Linked DNA regions of Mus musculus: region 2 is linked to region 1. A link is a contact called in public promoter capture Hi-C data. All regions are on one chromosome and are shown on one strand. Each heading gives the region's core, a stretch centred on a gene start, on an enhancer-like site or on the middle of the called end of the contact. The rest is flanking DNA. Distances are from core to core; before and after follow the strand shown. Region 1 holds the start of 3425401B19Rik (RIKEN cDNA 3425401B19 gene). Region 2 holds the start of Vstm4 (V-set and transmembrane domain containing 4).

Region 1 (2,831 bases), core at 170-2,669:
TTATTTAAAGGAAACTAATAAATGATAACCTACATGGTTTAGAATGTCACGAAAATCATAAAAACCTTGCTAATACTTGAGGATCTTAACAATTTACAGTCATGTTTATATCTTAATTCCTTTGACCTTTAACCCCACAGCGAAACGGGTATTCTTTCCAGTTTAAACATAGGTTGAACTGAGGTTTAGCAAGGAAGAGTGTTTAGCCAACCGAATCAAGGTCCCCCGAGTCTCTGTGATGTTTTCACTCCCATTTCAAGTTGGTTCCTGTCTTGGGTGGGATGGATAACACTGAAAGGTTCGCTGTGAGTCTTCATCAAACCATCTCTGTGTGCTGAGCCAGGAAAGTATAGCCGAGCCCGCCTTGAGGGCCTGATGTTCACAGACTAAGGTTCAAGACTAGGACAGAGGTGGCTGTCCTTGAGGTGCCCACAAAGTCAGGACAGGCAGTTCACAAATAGACCCAGAGGTATAGTACTCCGCAGGGCTCCCCTAGGGCATTGAGTCATGGAACTGGCCGGACTGGACAGCTTGAATCACTCACAGACCAAGGGAGCATAAAAGGAGGCTTTGGTCAAAAGAGAAGACATTCTTGCATTGGATCTTGACAGCAAGGGAGCTTTCTCAGGACCATCTTGAGAGGGGTGAGGAGAGCAACTGGGAGCTAACACAGCCAATGCTGAAAAGAAGGTTATTGAGGGCCATTTAAGGGTAGGGAAGATGACCCCAGGCCAACCTAGGAAGCAGCTAGAGAGAAGGCAGGTGTGAACTTATCTTGGGACTTTGGGGGTGGAAGTGGGAGTCCTTCCCAGAGAAGGAGAGGGAGCCCTGAGCTGTTAGAACAGATTTGTCATTGGTACTGAGGTGGTTTTGGAAGCACCAGGGCCAAGTTATCGAGTGGACACTTACCTTGCATCTTCCCTGATAATTTCACATCCTTTTGCACGTCTCTCCTTGAAAGGACCAGCCTTCCCCCAGCCTGTGGCTGGCCAGATTATCTTGCTCCAAAACCATGGCAGAGTATAGCTCCTTACTCGAGGAATGCGGGCTGTGGTTGTCCAGAGCCGATGATGAAACAGGCTATTTCTGCTCTGGGACATCAGCAGGCCTCCGGCACTGGCTCCAAGGCGTACACTATCATGTTCCTAGCGTTTCTTAAGACAAATGTTTTCCTTCCCATCTTGAGATATTTTTATTCGAATCTAGGTTCTGGGATAGCCTTAGGAATCATTCTGAGCTGAGGCTGGAATCGTGGTGAGGGTCCAGCTAATCAGCAAACAATTTTCACTTCCCAAGTTATCTATTACTCGTGGCTGATCTGGATGTAAAAATAGCCTCTGGGGCTGTTTGTTTAATCTGACTGTTACTTGACACCACGCGGGTGTTGCTGCAGAGCCGACTGTTTGCCTCTGAGCACCGTTTGGTTTCCCCAGGCCAGTCTCTGCCTGGGTAAGCTTCTGAGACTTCCACGTCTAGCAGTTTCTGGCCACTGATTTTTTTGCCCAAGTGGGAAACCTGGTGAGACTTGGGCAGTTTGAGTGCTGAATCCTCTTTCTTCTCCTCTCTGGGCAGCCTGGCTAAAGGGGAAGAAGTTTGGGCAACTGGGCAGTGCCGTGTACCCTCCAGATCCCAGGAAGGCCCGTGAAATCTGCAGCTGGGACGCTCGCACGGGAGACGGAAGATGGAAGGTACAGTCTGCACGGCTGAGGGAGTCTCAAGGCGGCGGTGGAAGGGTGTCGGCTCCGGGAGGGGTCTAAGTGTGAAGGTGTGCAGCACGGTGTCTGCCGGGTAAGGGCACACTGAGTGCTTGGGGTCTTAGAGGCCAAGTGTGTCTTGTGGGCCATGAACAGTATGATTTAGAGCATACATGTGTGACTCTGTCCTCCCGTGGACCTGTCCGGGCGCTCGGTTCCCCCGGCAGAGTGAGCACATGCTTGTGGCTACGTCTGATCCTCTCATTGCTAGATGAGACCACCAGGGCCCCAGGTTCTACAGAATAGATGATGGGGGAGACTCCTTTGTCACTCTCGCTGTAACAGGGAAGAGGCACTGGCCATGGGGACACTTTCTGCCATTCTAACTTATGAGCTTTGAAAACACGTGGGTCTCCAACACAAAGCCCTCAGCAGACTGCCTGTCCTCATGAACCCCAGGGAGCCCAGCCAGAACCCACAAGTCAGACTGGCCCAATCGAACGCCATCCTTTTTTTTTTTTTTTTTTTTTCCTAATACAGAAGAACCGGTAAGTGATGAGAACACTTTTGAATATGAGTATATGAAAATGTAATAGAATCAAGAAATATTAATTAGCACTTTAGAACACCTCCGTAAAAACAGGAATCAGATGTGCATGTTAAAGAACGTCTCCTTTTCCAGCATTTGGAAACAGTGATGCCCTGTGACTGGGAGCCTGGATTTGTAAATAAAGCTTCGTTGGCGCTCAGCCCAGCACGTTCATTTGCATACAGCCAAGGCTGCTTTTACACACCTGCCCAGACCGTACAGCATGCAAAACTGAAATCAACCGTGTCATCTTTTACGGAACAAGGTTGTTGACTGCTTGTGGGCCACGTGCTCTCAGAGCCGTGGAGAGTTTTAAGCCACACATACACCCGCAACAACACAGTTCGTGCAAGCGAGTCTAATTAGATTCAAAACAAACACACAAAAAGACATGAAAGTGAGAAGTGTGAAGCACCAAGTTGGCGAAAAGGGAGAGCAGGGATGGAAGAGGAATGAGATGATGTAGTGGGGGTGGAACTAATCAAAATATACTATATGTTCTCAAAGGATTAAAAAAAACAGATTTAGAAAGAAAGGAAAAAGAAAAT
Region 2 (2,854 bases), core at 353-2,852, 170 kb before region 1:
TCCAAACCTAGCCCACCAGTTATCCACTGTGAGTCATCACCTATAACTACCTCCAGGTCAGGGCAAATACTGCCTTGTTTTGTGACAGAGGAAGAAACACGCTCAAGTGAACTTCAGGCCAAATGTAGTTCTAAGGCAATTAGATGTATCTCCCCAGTGTATCCTCATTAGCTGCTAATTCTCATTTTACAGCCAAGATGGAGGTCCAGAGAAGCTGAACAACTTGCTCAAGCTCACACAGCGCATAGCAGAGATGAAATTCAAAACTACGGGATCTGACTTCAAAGACGACTGGTAGTCACTGCTCTGAACCACAGCTTGGCTTTTAATAAGTACTTGAACTGATAGTTTTCTTTTCTGCGAGATGAATGGTGGGACTGGGTGACCAATAAGCTCCCACTCTACCCCTAAATGAAGGCCGAAGACTGTGCAGGCCCTGAGAGTGGGTTTATACGTGAAGTATGTTGGCCTTTCCCTTGCAGATGGAGGTCAGGAGCCATAGGGGAAGCATCTGGTGGAGTGAATGACAGACCCAGGTGAAGGATGATAAGCAGGAGCTACAGGGTGACCCTGGGTACATCCAGGTTGGAATCTAAAGGGTTCAAATTTTCATACCTGTCCCTCTCGTTCTTTGTTTTTAAAATGGGGCTAAAACTGCGCTGTCCTTAGAGGTTGGTGGACTGATAAACTGAGCCAATGTTTTACGCAGTATTTGGATTGATAAAACCTTGATGTTCTTACTTTGAAACACCACTGTGATTAAATGAGATAGTGTACACCTCTTGCTGGTAGTCACCTGGGAAGGGAGAGTCACTAATATACCTTTTGCTGGGGACGGAGCGAAAGAGGTTCTTCAACCGCTGTAAGTGGGAGCCATAAAACTGTGCAAGCCAACAGAGGTGGCCCCCAAAGAAGTGTGTTTGTGGGAAAGGATTCTGATGGATGACACCCTGTCTAACCAGATTTGACCATCTCAGAAGACTCACTAGTAAATCCTCAGTGCCCAGTAGGCTGGGAAGATCCGGTCGCTCCTGACCTCATTTCGGAGCGTCTCCAAAGATAGTTAAAGGAAAGTTGGTGCTGGCAGCAGCTGCGGGTCTCGACTACTACGAAAGACAGAAAGAAGGCGCCGACTTGGGGCTCTGATCGGGCTGGCTTCGCCCTGAGCTCCGCGGCCTGCGACTCAGAAGGGACCAGGAGCTGTCCCGAGAGCAGGTCCCCATCGCGGGACACGGGCAGGACTAGGGACCGGAGGAGACCTGAGTCGGCGCCGCCGTTGCGCCGCCAGGATCGCGGGGTACGAGTGAGTCTCCAGGACCCCATGTAACCCTGGCCTCCCCTCCCGCTCGAGCCCCGGCCTCCCGCGCAGCCGCCCGCCGCGCCGCGCTTACCCGGGGCCGGACCCAGCAGCACGGCCGCCGCCAGCGCTAGGAGCCGCAGCCGCATCTTCCCGCCGCCTCCGCCCGGCGCTGTGACCCGGGAGAGCGCCGCCGCCCGCCGGGCCCGGCCCGCCCCTCGGCCTCCAGCCACAGTTCGGGCCAGCGCTGCTGGGTCTCTGGGTCTACGCCGAGCTGGAGGAGCGGCCTCTCCATCCACTAACTGGGCCAGCCCACGGTGTCCCCTTTCACCACGCCCACGTCTCAGATGAGAAAACTGAGGTGACCCTGGAGATTCACGTTGTACAGAGCTAAGGCGTCCAGGAGGACGTTGTAACGTTGGACGTTGTCCAGGAGACCTTTAGCTCTCCTTGTTCCAAACCCAATTATTCCTAAGAAGGATCCAGAAACTTAGGTACTGGGTTCATCTACAAACCCTGAGCCTGGACAGCACACACACCAGGCATTCCCATCGAGAAGGCTCACAGCAGCTGAGAAACAACTTTCCACTGCTGCCTTGAACTTGGAGAAGGAGATGGGGGCTGGGTGAGGATCCCTGGAAAGTTAAAGGGTTCCCACAGAAGAGTTCAACTTTCCAGGTGAGAGCCTAGAATGTCTGTCATCTCCACGTGCCTCTGAGTCTTCCATCAGTTGCTCTGCTGCAAAGAAATGGTCCCACCCTTGCTACGTTGTTTACCAAATCAGGCTAAAGTTTGACACCCAATGCCTGGTGGTGAACATCAGCAGTCATTTTGTGCTTTATTTGGGGTTCCTTTGTGTGTGTCCAGGATGGGGGTTGGGGGTTCAGAAAACACCACCAGTCAAGTAGAACTTTGTTAAAAGTGGTCCTTGGGGGTGGGCAGGTGGATGAGCAAGGGGGAGGGAGGGTGGGATAGGGGTTTCTGGAGGGGAAACTTGGAAAGGGGATAACATTTGAAATGTAAATAAATAAAATATCCATTTTTTTAAAGTGGTCCTTGGAAGTGGGAGGAGGAGGAGTGGGAAGAGGAGCAAGGGGAAGAGGAAGAGAGAGAGGAGGCAGAAGAGGAGAAACAGAAGTCCCACATCCTTCCACTTCAAGGGCCTGAGGAAGATGGGGAGGGGTGGAGCAAAGCAAGAGAGGTCCTGCCAGGGGGTACTGACCCAGCCAATGGCTACCGACTCCGGGGCAGCTTCAGGGTGGACTGTCCACTCTTTCTGGTTATGTCAGTGGGCTTTGCCCTCTGGGACCTGATCCCAGGGAGAGCCTTCCATGCAGCACAGCTTCCTAGGGACTGGACTTAGCACCAGGAAAGCCAGGATGGAAACAGCAGCTTCCTCAGAAAGCCAGGCCTGCGGAAGCTGAGCTGCTGGGTCAGGCACCAGGGCAAGAAGTAAGGCGACATGAGTGTCATCCCAACTACAAAGAAGGTGGAGGTTTGTTAGTGTAGTCAACTTAACAAGACCTTTTCTACTTTGAATCCCTCCCGGTCAAAGGG

Evidence for each region. Capture Hi-C pulls out chosen DNA fragments and counts their contacts.
Region 2: a contact with region 1 is called in a promoter capture Hi-C map of adipose tissue. The contact joins the promoter of Vstm4 here to the promoter of 3425401B19Rik in region 1. A contact is called at or near these places in 1 of 39 promoter capture datasets (HPC-7-derived erythroid cells) and 1 of 9 other capture datasets (adipose tissue).

The regions. Positions count from the first base shown.
Region 1 is chr14:32,683,860-32,686,690 of GRCm38.p6, reverse strand. 3425401B19Rik (RIKEN cDNA 3425401B19 gene) reads left to right here and starts at 1,419. Exons shown (of 4, transcript NM_001195097.1): 1 at 1,419-1,688. It overlaps Gm28651 (a long non-coding RNA gene), which reads right to left and starts at 1,305. Exons shown (of 5, transcript XR_874509.3): 1 at 910-1,305.
Region 2 is chr14:32,855,504-32,858,357 of GRCm38.p6, reverse strand. It overlaps Vstm4 (V-set and transmembrane domain containing 4), which reads right to left and starts at 1,602. Exons shown (of 8, transcript NM_178791.5): 1 at 1,392-1,602. The coding sequence starts at 1,446.